2 separate regions of the Mus musculus genome follow, and region 1 is linked to region 2. Evidence: chromatin contacts called from public HiChIP or PLAC-seq data. All regions are on one chromosome and are shown on one strand. Each heading gives the region's core, a stretch centred on a gene start, on an enhancer-like site or on the middle of the called end of the contact. The rest is flanking DNA. Distances are from core to core; before and after follow the strand shown. Region 1 overlaps Gm11998 (predicted gene 11998). Region 2 holds the start of Zpbp (zona pellucida binding protein).

The links. HiChIP or PLAC-seq counts read pairs in DNA pulled down with a chosen protein or histone mark.
Region 1: an H3K4me3 HiChIP or PLAC-seq map of the SCID.adh cell line shows a contact between it and region 2, with 11 read pairs. The contact joins the enhancer-like site here to the promoter of Zpbp in region 2. A contact is called at or near these places in 4 of 39 promoter capture datasets (the C10 cell line, the HPC-7 cell line, HPC-7-derived erythroid cells and 1 more), 1 of 15 datasets of contacts at CTCF or cohesin (thymocytes), 14 of 484 Hi-C or Micro-C datasets (B cells, the Ba/F3 cell line, the G1E-ER4 cell line and 8 more), 4 of 115 datasets of contacts at active chromatin or transcription factors (CD8 T cells, the SCID.adh cell line and embryonic stem cells) and 3 of 9 other capture datasets (adipose tissue, embryonic stem cells and liver).

The regions. Positions count from the first base shown.
Region 1 is chr11:11,575,658-11,578,622 of GRCm38.p6, reverse strand. The region is part of intron 1 of Gm11998 (predicted gene 11998); the gene reads right to left. Among named protein-coding and RNA genes, the nearest start is that of Gm29945, 19 kb to the right of the region's middle. Within about 2 kb of position 1,417, at least 1 of the 459 cell types and tissues checked has an H3K27ac peak or open chromatin away from gene starts, as enhancers often do. A contact at or near this core is called in the SCID.adh cell line, where this site is marked.
Region 2 is chr11:11,460,904-11,463,711 of GRCm38.p6, reverse strand. Zpbp (zona pellucida binding protein) reads left to right here and starts at 1,293. Exons shown (of 8, transcript NM_015785.2): 1 at 1,293-1,648. The coding sequence starts at 1,348.

The DNA.
Region 1 (2,965 bases), core at 168-2,667, 110 kb before region 2:
GTGTCAAATGTGGGTTCTATCTCATGGAATGAGCCATAAGTTCAATCAAAAGGTGGTGGATTTCTCCAATAACATTTGTGCCACTATTCTACCAGTATATCTTGCAGGCAGGTTGCAAGATATACTGATGGTGTTGCTGGTCACAGGTTCTTAACTGGGTAAGATTGATTACTTTTGTCCTGTGGTAGCATGTGTAGTACCTTTTAGCACTATGAAAACTAGTCAATAGAGTAAAGCTTCTAGTTGGACACCAGCTCAATTTTCCCATATTCTATGAGAAAATTAAGTGGTATCTTCAGTAACGGGATCTTGACATGTTGTAGATGGTAACACATAGCTTTGGCAATATAACCTGTAATGTTTTGGAGGGTGGATATCAACAATAGAAATGGACAAGATGAAGACTGATTTAAGACAAAATTCAAGATGGAAGTTAAAATTCTTTTAGAATTGAATCAAAATGACAACACAAAATATGCTTATACAATGAAGGCAATGCCAGGAGTTAGGTTCATAGTACTAAGTACCTACATTAAAAAAAAAAAACTGGACAAATCTCACACTAATAACAATGATGCACTTCAAATTTTTTAGAAAAAAAACTAGAAGAAATAGCATCTACAAAGAGTGTACGGGAAGAAATAATCAATTAGTAAATAATCAAATTAATAAAATTAGAGATGAAAGGGGAGACATAACAACAAACATGGAGGAAATTCAGATAATCATAAGGACATACTTTAAAAATCAGTATTTCACCAAACTGGAAAACCTAAAAGAAATAGATGAATTTCTTTATAGATATTACCTACTAAAACCAAGATGAAATCAACATACCCATAACCCCTAGTGAAATAGAGCATCAATTAAACTCCCAACTAAGAAAAAAAGAACCCTAGGTCCTAGTGTAGAAGTCTATCAAAATTTCAAAGAATAACGAATGTCAACAATCCACAAATCATTTCACAAAATAGGAACTGAGGGAACTCTTCCAAATTCTTTTTACAAAGTCCCTATACTAAAACAGAGACTGAACAAAAATGAAAAATGTAGACCTTATTTGTGAACACAATGCAAAAATTCTCAATAAAGTTCTCAAAAACTGAATTTAAGAAAACATCAAAAAGATCATCCACTATGATCAAATTGACTTCATCACAGAGATACATGGTTCAACATATGTAAATCAGCAAACATACCCAGCACATAATAGATCAAAAGTCAAAAACAAAATGTTCATCTCATAGATGCAAGAAAGGTTTTGATAAATCCCAACACATTCATGATGAAAGTACAGGAGAAACAAGGCATACAAGGGACAGAGATTAACATAATGAAGGGGGTTTACAGCCAGTCAACATCAACTTAAATGGAGAGAAGCTCAGAGTGTTTCCACTAAAGTCAGGAACAAGTCAAGGAAGGATGTCCATTCTGTCCAATGTAGCACTCGAAGTCTTAGTTAAGCAGTACAGACAACTGAAGGAGATCAAAGGATTACAAGTAGGAAAGGAAGGATTCCAAAAATCCACATTTGCAGACCATTTCTTTTTTCATTTCAGTATACAAATCATACTTTGATTTAGTCAAATTTATTATCATTTTATTGTTTTAATACAATTGTAAATGGAATTACTTTTTAGTTTCACTTTTATACTTGTGTGTGTGTGTGCGTGTGTGTGTAGGTGCATGTGCCTTTGTGCACAGACATACACAGAGGCCACAGGAGGGTGTTGGGTATCTTCCACTATCATTATTAACATTATTACTCTGAGATGAAGTCTCTCAGTCTTCTCATTTTAGATGAGATGATTGACACTAAGCTCTTTTTTTCATTTTTATCAGATGTTTTCTTCATTTACATTTCAAATGCTATCCCGAAAGTCCCCTATACCCTCCCCCTCCCTGCTCCCCAAACTACCCACTCCCATTTCCTGGCTCTAGCATTCACCTGTACTGGGGCATATGATGTTCTCAAGACCAGGGCTTCTCCTCCCATTGGTGGTCAACTAGGCCATCCTCTGCTACATATGCAGCTAGAGACACAGTTCTGTGGGGGTACTGGTTAGTTCATATTGTTGTTCCTCCTATTGACAGGAAGCTTTAAGGATCCACCTATTTCTTTTCCCTAAGGCTGAGATTACAGGTGTGTGCAATTATGCCCAGCTTTGTGTGGGGGTGCTAGGAATTTGAAATCCCTCATGCTTACCCAGTGATCTGTATCCCCAGTCCTCATTTTTACACTTTTCATTGCTGATGTAAATAAATATACTTTTCATATTGATCTTTTCTCTTATAATCTAAATAGTTTTGTTAGTGTTGGTTGGTATTTGGACAAAATTTTTTTCAGGTTCTTGGTGTCTTATTCAATGAATCAAGCTAAAGATATACACATATAGGGAAGTTGCAGATTTTTGTTCTAAAACAAAGTAAGGGTACAGGTCAGAAATATACTGTCAAGAGTAAAAAATCTGGCTACATTTATAAGAGAGTGCTAAAGTTCCCAGGCTACTGCCTCAGGCTTCTTTTGTGGAGTTTAAAGAAAGGAGAGGCTCATTACTAAGGGTCATAGTTTGAAGGTTTCTCTATTTTAATTAGTGTATTTGAGCTATATGAACTTTTTCTTGCTGCATATACCCCTTCTTATAGTGCATCTGATTTTAATAATATGCTTAACAAATTATACATATACATAAAATGGTAAAAGTTCTCTTAGAAGACACCATTTGCCTTACTAGTCCAGTCTAGAGTGATCCACTTACTCCCATACCTGTATAAATCTGGACCATGTTTGAATAGAAGAAACTGGTCCACAAAATAGGATTTCAAATATTGGGGGGGGGGGAATTAGAAACTTCTTTTCTTGCTCAGGATGGGTTGTATGAGCATGGCACTTGATAGGTAGAGGACCTAGGTTGCTAAGCCTATTGTTAGGGGAGGGATGTATATATACCGTATGTGCATGTAA
Region 2 (2,808 bases), core at 44-2,543:
CTCTCCTACACACACACAAACACACACACACAAACACACACAAACTAGAAATAACTTTTCGGGTTGGAATAAATTATAAACATTGGTATATGTTTAATTTAAATACGCTAACAAGGAAGATATAGTATACTGATTTTTAAGAAAAATAATTCATAAATCATAGCCAATGTAAAAGTCCATTCTTAAATGCCTTAAATTATCTGCAGTTTCTTTAAGTTACCACAATTCTTAGAACGAAAACAATGAGGTATTTATGTTATTTCAGTAAATGGCAGCATAAAAAACGATCTATTTTAAACGATAAGCATAGCAGTCCACTTAAGAGCTGTTTTTTAACTAGACAATTTGGTTTTGCATGAAAATTGCAACTAAGTTTAATTATTACAATCCGAAGGGTAATAGCTCACACCTCCTTAAATAAAGAAGGTAAGCTTCTACAAGAGTCAGGTATAGAATATTTAAATCAGATCAATTGTATGATAGTAAGGATAAGCAGAATGTAGCCACGACCACCTATGATGATGACTGAAAATTTGCAATATACAACAAAACAAGCAATAACGTTGAAATAAATGGGTAAGTTTTCAGCATAAGGTCCTGGACAGTTTATCCAAAACACGAAGGTCAGTAAGTTTTTACTCCACTCCGTATTACCCATCTCTTCATATTAAAAGTGAAAACATTTAACAGCCTGCTTCTAGTGTTTCTATATATTTGTATAAAATTTATTTTTATCCTAGTTGGACTATCATTAAATCCTTCCAAAGGCAGAAAAGATGTATGATTCTTTCAATTTAAATACATTCTCATTCTAAACGGTCCGTGAGCTGGTTCTTTATGTTTTCCTGAATCCAAGTTGAGGATGATCTTCCAAGCCGAGTACTGCATGAAAGTCAATGTCATCTAAGGTCTATTTCCTCCATTTTCCCATCATGCCACTTTTTAAGGCAATACCTTTAATTTCTCCTAGGTGTTCACTGCATGCATTTTCTATTAAGTCCCACACACTGATAATGCACAATCGTTCGCATTACAACAGTCAGGAACTTCATGCATTGGCATTACTATAGCCAGGAAGTTTATGAGAGGTGTACATTCATTAAGTCATCCGTTCTCAGGATCTGCTGCCATTAGGCACCTAAAGGCTGAAACTCAATCCACTGCTAAGGTAATAAGAGGGGCTTCTCCTCTGCACACAGACACCACGGGAAGGCAAAGGTTAGAACTTTGCGACACAAGATTCTTCTCGCTTTGGAATCTCAGACCAGCCAGGTTCTGGAGGGTTTCCTTAGTGGTGCGGGGCCTCGAAGTCAAGGGAGCCCCTAGGGGATCGACCTCTTGCCTCCCATGTGTACCCAAGCTGGGTCCCAAGCTAGCACACCTCCCGCACATCACCCGAGCGGAAGTGGCGCGTCCGTCGGTCCGTCCTTCCGGCCTGCCGTCTGCCAACTTCCGGCGGCGGGTGGGCGCGCGCCAGGTAACGACCTTCTGCGCCGAGGCTCGGCCGTCGGCGGCGTGTGGATGGAGGCCTTGGCCCCGGGCCGGGCTCCGCGGGGCCGGCGGCGGGCCGGGGCCTCGGGCTCCGTGCTCTCGCCGCTGTCGCTGGCCGCCGTCCTGCTCTGCGCCTTGCTGCGGGCGCCCCCTGCAGGTGAGGCTCGGCGCCGCATGGCGGGAGCTCTGGCTGCCGCGGCTCCTCACGAGAATTGCGTTGGCCCCGTGTCACGTGACTCCGACTACACAAGGACACCCTCTCTGGCAGGGACAGCCCCAGTGAGCCTAGTTTTGTGTAGGAATCTTGAAAACTACATTTGCATAGAAAAGACCTCTGTGGGCTCGTGAAGGAGGCCCTGCTCCAAGAGATTATCCGAACTTTAAAAGTGCCTTAATAAAACTTCAGTTCGTGGGTCATTGCCAGCCGTGTGTTTCAGAGCGAGTCTATGTAGCTCTGTATAGTACTGAATTTGTGCTGTGAACCTAGTGAGCTTTTAGACCATCCTTGATAGTGCAGCGCCCTCTGTTGGTTCTGGATGTAAAATGCAGGGTGTAGTTGGAAACACGTATCCTAGTTTCAAAAATATATATCGGAGAAAGAAATGAGCGCTTACTAGATTGGCTTTTTAGCTAGCAAGGTTTGGTCTCTCTCCCTCTCCCTCTCTTTATGTTGAAATTGTAGACTTACTAGCAATAATCTGTGTCCCATAGATCCTAAATGTACTAAAGGTACATTTGTCAGAGTTAAAGTTTATTCAAATAAGAGAACTATAAAGTAACCAAGGATACAGATGTAGAAGAAGTGTGAAGAAAGGGATACTGTGGTTAAAGGAAAGAAATGGGGCATGCTTACTAGTTTTTTATTTTTTTTTTAACTTGACACAATCTGTAGTTACCAGGGAATAGGAAACCTCAATTGAAGATTTGACTATCAGATTGACGTATGAGCGGTCTGTGGGGGTATTTTTCTTAATTGCTTTTGATGTGGGAGGGGCCGGTCCTCTGGGAGGTGGTGTCATCCCTGGGCAGGTGGTCCCAGGCAATGTCAGAAAGCAGGCTGAGCAAGCCAGAGGAAGCTAGTCGGTAAGCACTATTCCCCCGTGCTTCCGCTTAGCCTGCTGCCTCCAAGTCTGGGTTTGAGTCCTGGATGCCTTTGCTTTCCTGGATCGGAAAGAGAGGCCCCTTGGTCTTGCAAACTGTATATGCCTCAGTACAGGGGAACGCCAGGGCCAAGAAGTGGGAGTGGGTGGGTGGGGGAGTGGTGGGGGAGGGTATGGAGGACTTTTGGGATTGCATTGGAAATGTAAATGAAGAAAA